2 separate regions of the Arachis hypogaea genome follow, and region 1 is linked to region 2. The links are chromatin contacts, called in public Hi-C maps. All regions are on one chromosome and are shown on one strand. Each heading gives the region's core, a stretch centred on a gene start, on an enhancer-like site or on the middle of the called end of the contact. The rest is flanking DNA. Distances are from core to core; before and after follow the strand shown.

Region 1 (5,373 bases), core at 163-2,662, 160 kb before region 2:
GGAGGCTATGCATGCACCGGAGTTTCCTCAATACATGAATACAGGTATGTAAAGAAAGATAGTTATGTGATAGTTTGGGGTAGTAGATCAATAAGATCAGAAGAGTAAAATATGTGATCTGTGAATTATAATTTGTGTAACATGCATTTGATTATTTTATTAGTTAATAGTTCTTTAGTATGGACTATATTTACTAGGTCTTTAGGTAGATAAGATAGCTAAAATATAGACTATAATTATATCTGTTAAAATATAGACTATTATTATTTACGAGAATACATATCTTGCTGTGTAATTGTAGCAAAGCTTCCTATTGTGGTGGATAGTGAATTCACGGTTGGAATGAAATTCAGTTCGAGAGAGGCAATAATCAAGGTGATGAAGGATTATACCATCCGTAGAGGTGTAGACTATAGGGTGTATGAGTTGGAACCGACGACATTCTATGCTAAATGTACATAATATGGCACAGGTTGTGATTGGCTTATCTGGGTTACCAAAATGTAGAAGAAGTACTGTTGGGAGATAAGGAGGTACAATGGTAGTCACACTTGTACCAGATCTAGTATTTCTCAAGACCATTCGAAACTAGATTCCAAGACAGTTGCAGAAACAATTAAGCCGTTGGTAGAGGTTGACCCATCTATAAAGGTGAAATCAGTCATTGCAGAAGTACAGTCGAAGTTTAACTACACCATCAGTTATCGCAAAGTATGGTTGGCAAAGCAGAAGGCGGTGGAGTCAATCTTCGAAGGTTGGGAAGCATCGTACGAAGCCTTGCCCATATGGTTTGAGGCCATGTGTTACAAGGAGCCGTCAGCGGTGGTTCACTTTGAAATAATGCCTGCATACCAGGGGGATGATTTAGTTCCTGATATCTGTGTACTGCATCGAGTCTTCTGGAATTATTACCCTTGTATAAGGACATTCAGACATTGCAAGCCAGTTGTGCAGGTGGACGGGACTCATTTGTATGGAAAATACTAGGGTTTTTTGTTGGTAGCAGTTTAACAAGATGGCAATAACAATATTGTGTCTATTGCATTTGCCATAGTGGAGGGAAAGACTTCTGAGGCGTGGTACTTTTTTCTAAGTAACTTGCGCCAACATGTGGTGACACGCGATGGTGTAGGACTTATCTCTGATCGACACGATTCCATCAGGTTAGCTATTGCTCGTAGTAATGGGGCTTGGTCTCCTCCTAGAGCTTTCCATATGTTTTGTATAAGGCATATTGAGTCGAATTTCTTGAGGAAGTTCAAGACACCTTACCTGCAAAAGCTTATCGTCAACATCGGTAAGTTTGAATTACAGGCAATCTTTTATTATTATAAATACGATGGAATAGAATGTTGTTCATGGTTGAATGTTTCTTATCATAGGATATTCGAGGACGATTCGAGAGTACTAGATGTGCTATGAACGACTACGCAAACGGGGTGAGGCTTACACCAACTGGCTTGACCAGATCCCACGTGAGCTGTATGCTTTGGTATTTGACAGTGGATATCGATGGGGTCATATGACCACCAACCTTGTGGAGTGCATCAACTCCGTTTTGAAGGGGGCACGCAATCTCCCAGTCACTGCACTTGTGAAGGCTACATTTTACAGACTGAATGAGTTGTTCACTAGGAAAAGAGCTAAGGCTGAGACTCGCATTAATGCTGGGCATGTGTTCTCTGAGCTTGTGACCTCTAAGTTGCATGCAAATCAACGAGCATCAGGAAACATACAAGTTAGTTGCTTTGACAGAGAAACTGAAGTCTTTGAAGTACGTGAGATGCCTAGTGGGGTTGAGTATGCAATTGACCTACGCCAACAACGTTGCGACTATGGTGAATTCCAGGTTGACAGAATTCCGTGTCGACATGTATTTGCTTGTTGTGCAAATCATCGGTTGGATTGGCAAGTGTATGTTCATGACGTTTACAAGATGGACCAAGTTCGAAGAGTATACAGGGCTAGGTTCAGACCACTGGAAAATCCTACAACATAGCCTCCTTATCATGGACCTCAATTCGTTGGAAATCCGTTCCTAAGACGGGTAGCCATAGGTCGGCCTAAGATGACCCGCTTCTTGAAGGAGATGGATACACGTATGTTACGTGGTCCTAGGCGATGCAAGCAATGCGGTGCTGAGGGCCACAACCGTAGTAGATGTCGTCAAAGTGGTGGTCCAAGTGCGGGACTAGTCGGAAATTAGAGTTATTTTTGTTGCATTTCAGTTGACTGTATGTTATTGTATGACATTAGCATTTTGATATATTGTATGCAGTTTAATTAAGTACATAATTAAGTATAACAACAACCTGATTAACATAGTCGATCCATAAATGCAAACCAAAACAGTAACAACAACCTAATTAACATAATCAATACACACATTCAAACCAAAATAGTTACAACTACCTAGTTAACACAATGAACAACTTCACACACATTATTTTCTCATTGCCGACTTCACATCTTTGTATAACTTCTTGCACTTCTTTACAACCCTGTTAAAAGCGGACGGGGTATACCGATTAGTGCTCCTGCGCGGAGGATCCGTTCTAAGGTTGTAGCCTTTTCCTTTTTCACTTGTAGCCGTACCTATCAGATCAACATACAAGACATGTAAATAATCAAAACAAAATGACTATAAATATACAAGACAATGCTATATGCTACTATCAATATACAACACAAACTAGTTAATTATCAATATACAACTAATAGCTTAACTGCACTAGGTGTGGGATCATCACCGTGGTCTTCATCATCTTGACCTGCCGGCTCATCATCGACATCATTGTCGTCCTCCTCATCCTCATCCTCATTCTCATCCTCATCCTCATCGCCATCACTATCCGGATGGTCTACTAGGTAGTCATCAGTCTCATCATCAACTGACTTATTGCTCTCCTGAATTAGACTCATTGGAATACGCCTAGTGTTTCCACTTTGTATAATCCCTCTCGTGGCATCAACACTCCTAGACCAGTCAACAAACATTCTATCTCCAGAATTTTCAGAGGTAGTGCGAACCTGAGGTATCGAATCTAATGACCTCCTAGTTGGAGTAATACCACTCGGATGTGCCAACTAGTCGGTGGGAATGTCATCATAATTACCTGAATGTAAGTAACCTGGCCCTGGAGCCATGAAACCAAGCAGCTTGCTAAATGAAGCTTGCTCCCCTACATCAACTTGTGGACCACTCCAATACTGTTGATGTAACAGGACTGACTGTGTAAAATAATCCGACGGATGCGTGTGCAAAACATACGGTGTAACATACTGAACCTTCTGTTGGACCGGTGGCGGTGGCAGGGGCAGTGTCGGTGGTTCTTGTTGTTGATCCTCCTGATTATGAGGACCCTCTGAATTCTCTTGAAATACGAGGTCCGATATCTGCAAGTGGGCACCGAATGTTCCTTGGTACTAATGCATGTAAATCTCCAAAGGATAATGTAAAGGCACCAAATCATCAACAAGAATATGACTATACCGATTGGTCCATTGCATCACCCAAAAAGAGTAAGTGTCAGACCAATCTTAATTCTTAGATTCAGTTAGTACTTTCCCGTGTGATGCATCTAGATCCTGCTCTTGATTAGGAATATCCTGGATCAAGCCAACCTGCCTCCTGAATCTATCGAAAGATATAAGCGGCACTGTGGCACTCCAAACAACTGAATGCTGCCGGATGTCTACAGAAATCATATCTGGCTTAATGTGGTCAATGCTATAAGCCTACCACACAAACTGAACACATCGAGACCATCAAATGACTACACAACAATTAATTCATTTATCAAACTACAGTAGGTACTAGTAGTTTACAACATACATGTCCTTCTTGCAGATCATCCAACAACCTCCTGTAGTGCGCAAGCGTATGGTATCGGTAAGCATAATTTCCACGTTCCCAGTTGCGCCACCTGCCGTCAGAAATCTCTTATTTAACTTATTATGTAAAAAATAAAATACAATTTCTAGTAGAGATTTCAACGCATACATTAATTCATTTTACCTATTTGCAATTGGAAACACTTGGGGATTGTCAGAAATCGACGCAAGAAATAGGAGACAGATCCAAACCCAAGTAAGAAAAAGTGTAAGCGGACCATCCATCTCCTTGCAGTCGACACAAGTTGCCCTACACAATGATCTATTCAAGTGTGCGAGGCATGCCGAACCCCAACTAAACTATATGATCCCAGTGAAGTTACGAAGCAAAGGCAGAAATTTTTAGTGCACCGCTGCACCCGACTTGTCCCCAAATAATAACATTATGTGACACTTGACGTACCTCTGAATCTGAATATCATCAGTCAACACTATGCAATCCTTCAAACCCTTAATCCACGTCAGTTTTATAAAGCTTCCTCTACAGTCCGTCTTCCTCGGTGCAACACCAAAGTGGTGCAAGCACTCGGCCTCCAAGGCCTCAAAACTACTCATGGTTGGTCCTGTAACTGGAATTCCATTTGTCAGCAGACCGAGAATCATCGCCACATCCTCCAACGTCACGGCACACTCACCAACCGGAAAATGAAATGTGTGAGTCTCTGGTCGCCATCTCTCGATTAGAGCATTAATCATTGCTGACTGGCATTGAACAACTCCAATCTGAGAAACATGGTAAAAACCAGTTTACCGTAAATGCCCCTCAACAATTGGGTTGTACGAGTCCGACGGCAAAAAGTGATCACATATCAACATCCATGAACCCTGCAATATCACATTTTTATTGTAACTACCAGTACATAATTATATTAACAATAACATGATTATACTCAAATGTCCATTATTACTACCAATAAAATTATATTTTGTACCCAACTTATGCATAACCAGAATAAGTTCAATAATCATAAATTATTTAAAATACTTATATATATATATATATATATATATATATATATATATATATATATATATATATATATATATAATATGTGTTTTTTCTTTACATTACAAAGCATATATATCATAACATAATAACCAGAATAAGTTAATATTCATATTATTATTATTATTATTATTAAAAAACCAACGTTATTATTAATAATAATCATAAAATAATATATTAAATTTGTGTTTTAGGTTCGATTTTCACTAATTTATTGTCAAAATTATCCTAAATTATGTTACATTACATTCAATTATCAATAATCAAGAATAATTTATTAAATTCTTTTTTTTTCTTAACATAAATATTATAAATTCATACTTTTAATAGATTCTAAATTCATATTTCTAGTACAATACAATTAAAACGAAAATATATTAATTAAAATTTTCTTCCAAATAATAATAATAATAATAATAATAATAATAATAATAATTTGATTTCATTCATTCATTCCAGCAAAACCATAATAA
Region 2 (5,052 bases), core at 1,689-4,188:
TTTGGCAGCTTTTATGGTCATAAAGAAAAATAAATCTTGAGATTCATGGGCATCAGTGCATCACCAATCACTGAACAAAAAAATCTAGAAAAGAATAAATGACAATGCTCTTGCATTTGTAGTGATACATGATATTGATACATGTAATGCACAAATCGCAATAACAAGTTTACTTTCTGTTAAACACAAACCACATTGCATCGCTGAAATGCAAATATAACTCTCAGTCTATCATTGAGCGGAATATCAAATCAAACAAGCTTCAGTAAAAGCAGAACCAAAAGCAAGCAAATGCTAAGTACAAAAAGTAAACTTGCCATTGCCATTTGTAGAGAAGGGGAAAGAACACTCTTTATTTGTCTATCTAAGCTATCAACCAAGGCATTGTTAAGAAAATATTAGTGTAGTCTACTTCGGGTTCTCTTCAAAAAAGGAAAGACAATTGTGATTTCTAAACTGTTTTGAATGCGAAGTGGGTGGTAGAATAATTTATCTCGAGTTTAAAACAATATATAATAGGCCAGCTTATAACAAACTATAAAATTCTATCACTTGCATTCAAACATGTATTGATAGAAATATTTTCGATCTCATGCACAACAATAGTACACACTATTTACAGCCTATAAAAGAATGGATTATAGAAAATAACTCACATTCTGTAGATATGAAACAATTAGTATCAACATAAACTTACATTTCTGGGCCCTCTTCGCCATTTTCAGCAATCTTGGGAACCTTATTATTCCCAGACTTGAATGAAGCATTCCCTCTGCCGCCTCTTCCACCGGGTAGCAGCAGAGCCCTCTGCCCAGGTTTCACCATCTCAAGCAGCACCTCCTCCTTCCCTGCCTCCCTTACCACTGTTCCCGGTGCCACCTTCACCACCGCATCCTCTCCCTTCGCACCGCTCATCATCCTCCCCTGCCCGTGTGCTCCTCTTCCTGCCCTGAAGTGCACGCTCTTCCTGAACGGCAGCAGCGAGTTCATCGATCCGTCCACTTCCATGTACACGTTCCCTCCTCTCCCTCCGTCGCCGCCGGAGGGACCGCCAAGAGGTACGTACTTCTCGCGGCGAAACGCCACCACGCCGTTCCCTCCATCGCCCGCCTTCACGTAGATCTTGGCCCGATCGAAGCACCGCATCACCGCAGGCACTCCTTTCTCCTTCGCTGGCTCTTCTTCGAAGCTCAAAAGCTCGCTGTCTTCGTCAAATAAGTCATCGTCTTCGTCTTCGTCTTCGTCAAATAAGTCATCGTCTTCGTCTTCCCCGCCGTCCAATTCGGCACCACCCTTTCCCTCGAAAACTGCTAGTGTTTCATAATTTCCTTCAAAATTGTCACTGAAATCTTCTTCTTCTTGAAGTTGCTTGTTGAAGTTTACAGGGGTTGATTCAGCGAGCTTGAGTTCATGGGAGGTGCAGGAGGAGGGGGCGGAGTAGTCGTCCTTGGGGGGAAGGCGAGCATAGGTGGTGGCTTCGCCACCGGGGAGTAGAAGCGGTTCGGGAGGGGTGGAGTAAGTGGTGGCAGTTTTTTTGTTGTTGAATTTAGGGTTGGATTGGTGGGGCTTGTTGGTGGTGGTGCGGGTGGGTCTGTTGTTGTGTGTGTTTGGGCGAGCTAGTGCATTAGGGGAGAAGCACACTGAAACGGAAAAAGCCATTCGGCAATGCCTCTAGCAGGTTGCGAGAATCGGACTGGTCAATGAATTGGTGAGGCGACTGGTACACCGGTTCAATGGTTCGACTAGGGTTCAACCAGAGTTCAACTGGTTTAATTAAATATTAAATAAAATTATTAAAATTTAATATATAATTTTAAATATTTAAATTCAATAATTTCTAACCTAATAAAATTCAAAATTTCACAATTTCACGTAATAAATTGTCCATAATTTATCAATAAGAATTCATAAACAACTTTAAACATCAAAATTTATAACTAAAATAGATCAAATATATAACAAACACATAATGTTCTACTACCAAAAGAAACAACATTGACAAACAAGTTTTCAACTAAACAAAGACACTACTGCAACAACAACAACAAAGTCTTGTCACACTAGGAGGGTTGGTCAACAAAACAAAGACTCTAATCATAAAAAATCATAATCATCATTAAGTGCTTCAAGATCTTTAATATACAGTCAACAAAAATTGTTCCATCAATAAAATCAACTCACAATCAGAAAAATCTCTAAGAAAAATTCAACAATTTCGTATTGATAAACATCTTAAACCCATCTTGTTTCACTTCAACTCCATTATTACTGTTACTAATTTACTATTATATTAACAACCAACAATAAATATCACAAATCTGATTATTAATTTTATGTTCTCAGCAATCAAATGAACAATATCACAAAATCAGATTATTTTAGTTTAACCTATAATTTTAGAAATAAAATAAATAAAATCATAAAAAAGGGAAAAAAAACTGGTAAAGAACAGAGTGAAGCAAGCAGAACCGTAGCAAAGAGGTGAGCAGAATGACGACGTCACTCGAAGAAGCAAGCAGAACCGAAGAAGCAAGCAGACGTCACTCGCGGTGGAGAACGGCGAGGCGAGCAGAGGCGACGACCGAGCAGCCCTTCGCGGCGGCGACGCCAACAGCTCCAAGCATGCCTTCGTGCGACGTCGAGGAGAAGAGGAGCAAGGAGAAACGAGCAGACCCAACCCACTGTCTGTCCCCGCCGGCAGCGACAGCAACCTCTACCGGAGAAGAGTTCGGCGATGGAATGGTGGCTCGGTTCGTTAGGGTTAGATTTTTTGCACTGAGTGGGGGGCGTGGGTGGGTTCCGGGGGATGCGGGGGCTTTCTTTAGTTCTTTGTTCTTTCACTTTTCAGAGAGAAGAGAGGAGTGGGACGGGGATGCGTTTGGGGAATTTGATTTAAGGTGTTTAATTTTTTTTTTTAAAGGGTAAAACGGCGCTGTTTGAAAGGGATAACACCGAATCGAAAATTTTTAAAAAATCGGCCAGGTTCAGCAGTAGGCCTGGCAGCATGGACCCTATCTGCGGGTATCTAATCCGATCCAACCCGATCGCGTAAATCCTATCCGCCCAATCCGCACCCTCCATAATATGTGTTATATATGATTAAAATTGTTACATATGAGAGTTGAACCAAGAATCTTAAGCATGTGCAAAAGCTTTTTGGCCACTCAACCAAATTTATAAATTTATAAATTTTGCTCATTTATTTTTATAAAACATATTTCTCATTTAATGAGATATAAATACAATTTTTAACAATCTAATGGCCTCTATTTTTGTCAACCCGCGGGTAGGGTCGGATACCCGCGAGTTGAGTGCAGGTAGGGTTAGGGTTGGGTATTTCTCAACCCGCGGGTAGGGTTAGGGTTGGGTTCAAACCCTACCCTACCCTACCCATTGCCACCCCTATTCAGCAGTTCGCTCGGTTTGACTAATTTTGTCAGTGTTTTTTATTAGACTAAGGATAACAATACCACCTGAATCTGCGGGTATTCATTCTGCTCTGATTCGTTTGGAGTAGATAATTATCCGACGAGATAGATTCTTGGATGGAACGGGTTCTTGGACGGGACAGAGGGTCGGGTTTAGGTAATACGCGCTCCAGTATATATATAATATGTATAATATATATAAAATAATTAGTAAAATGATTAATAATATTATATTATATTTAAATTTTTACTTTAATTTATGTCATGTATGTGACGAAGATTATATAAATTTTGAAATTTTATTTTATTTATTAAATTTTAATAATTAATAATTATAGAGACAGGTAAGGGCGAGGCAGGTACTCACAGGCAGGTTAGGGTTCAATTTTTTACTATCTGTCAAGGTTGTGAGAACCGAATCGGTTAATACACCAATAAAATTACTGATTCACTAATTTACTAGTTCGACCGAGATTTAACCAAAGTTCAACCAATTTAATTAAATATTAAAAAAATTTATTAAAAAATCTATATATAATTTTAAATATATAAATTCATCCTATAATCTTTTATTAATAGAACTTAGATGCTCTGAGTTTCATGCTTTCTAAAACTAAAATAAATAAATTGATAAAAAAATTTCAATTAAATAAAGAAACTCTTCATCATAAATCATAATTAACAACAACTCAGACTTAATCCAAAAAATTAATAAATTATTCCAAAATCATTCTAATAAACAACTCTTTAGAATCATTATAATCAACAAAAACAAAAACAGCAACTCACAATGGTTACAATCAACCAAAAAAAAGGATTCAACAGCAACAAAAATTTTGTCCGGAAATCAAACTCCAAAATCAACATAGGAGCAATTCAGAATCTGAGGATCATTATAATCAACTCCAATTTTATAAACACTGCAACTCGGAATAAAATAACAACTCCAATTTTATAAACACTGGCAACTCGGAATAAAATAACAAATTCACAAAATCAGTAATAGAAAATATCTAAGGATCAATAACAAATTCTTTCCGAAAAATTTAACAAAATAAGCACAAGTTTCATAAACATTGGCAACTCAGAATAAAATAACAAATTCACAAAATCAGTAACAAAAAATATCTGAGGATCAATAACAAATTCTTTCCATAAATAAAAAGTACATGAGTTATTTATACTAGTGGGAGAAGGAAAAGCCTTCATAACTTGGACGATGTGGGACTTGTATTCCCTTATTACAATTAACTAATATAATTAACCTACTAACACTACTTGCTCCCGCGTCATTCTCCTTGGGTTGAAAGAACTCTTGCGTGAAAAGACTTGTGACGGCAGCTGATCTCGTTGATGAATCCACACCAAAAGATCTTATTGGTGACTCCACACCAAAAATCCGCACTCACAAATCAGATAAATTTTACAAGATCCGTGGTAGCAGACGATCTCATTGACAAATCCACACCAAAAGATCCCATTGGCGAATCCACACCAAAAATCTGCACCCACACATCAAATAAAATTCTACTAAAGTAAGGTGAAGGCCGCAAGGACCAACCTTGCTCTGATACCAAACTGACGCCGGGACGTCGCTTGGATTACCAATCTTGGCGAGGTTAAC

The links. Hi-C and Micro-C count contacts between places; a contact is called where the count stands out from the background.
Region 1: a Hi-C map of leaf shows a contact between it and region 2, with 2.6 times the contacts expected there. The contact joins the promoter of LOC140177550 here to the promoter of LOC112738009 in region 2. A contact is called at or near these places in 2 of 8 Hi-C or Micro-C datasets (both in leaf).

The regions. Positions count from the first base shown.
Region 1 is chr13:34,252,566-34,257,938 of arahy.Tifrunner.gnm2.J5K5, reverse strand. LOC140177550 reads left to right here and starts at 1,412. Exons shown (of 1, transcript XM_072210671.1): 1 at 1,412-1,999. The coding sequence starts at 1,412. The coding sequence ends at 1,999.
Region 2 is chr13:34,089,972-34,095,023 of arahy.Tifrunner.gnm2.J5K5, reverse strand. It overlaps LOC112738009 (GTP-binding protein OBGC, chloroplastic), which reads right to left and starts at 2,938. Exons shown (of 8, transcript XR_003169184.3): 1 at 2,470-2,938; 2 at 698-1,764.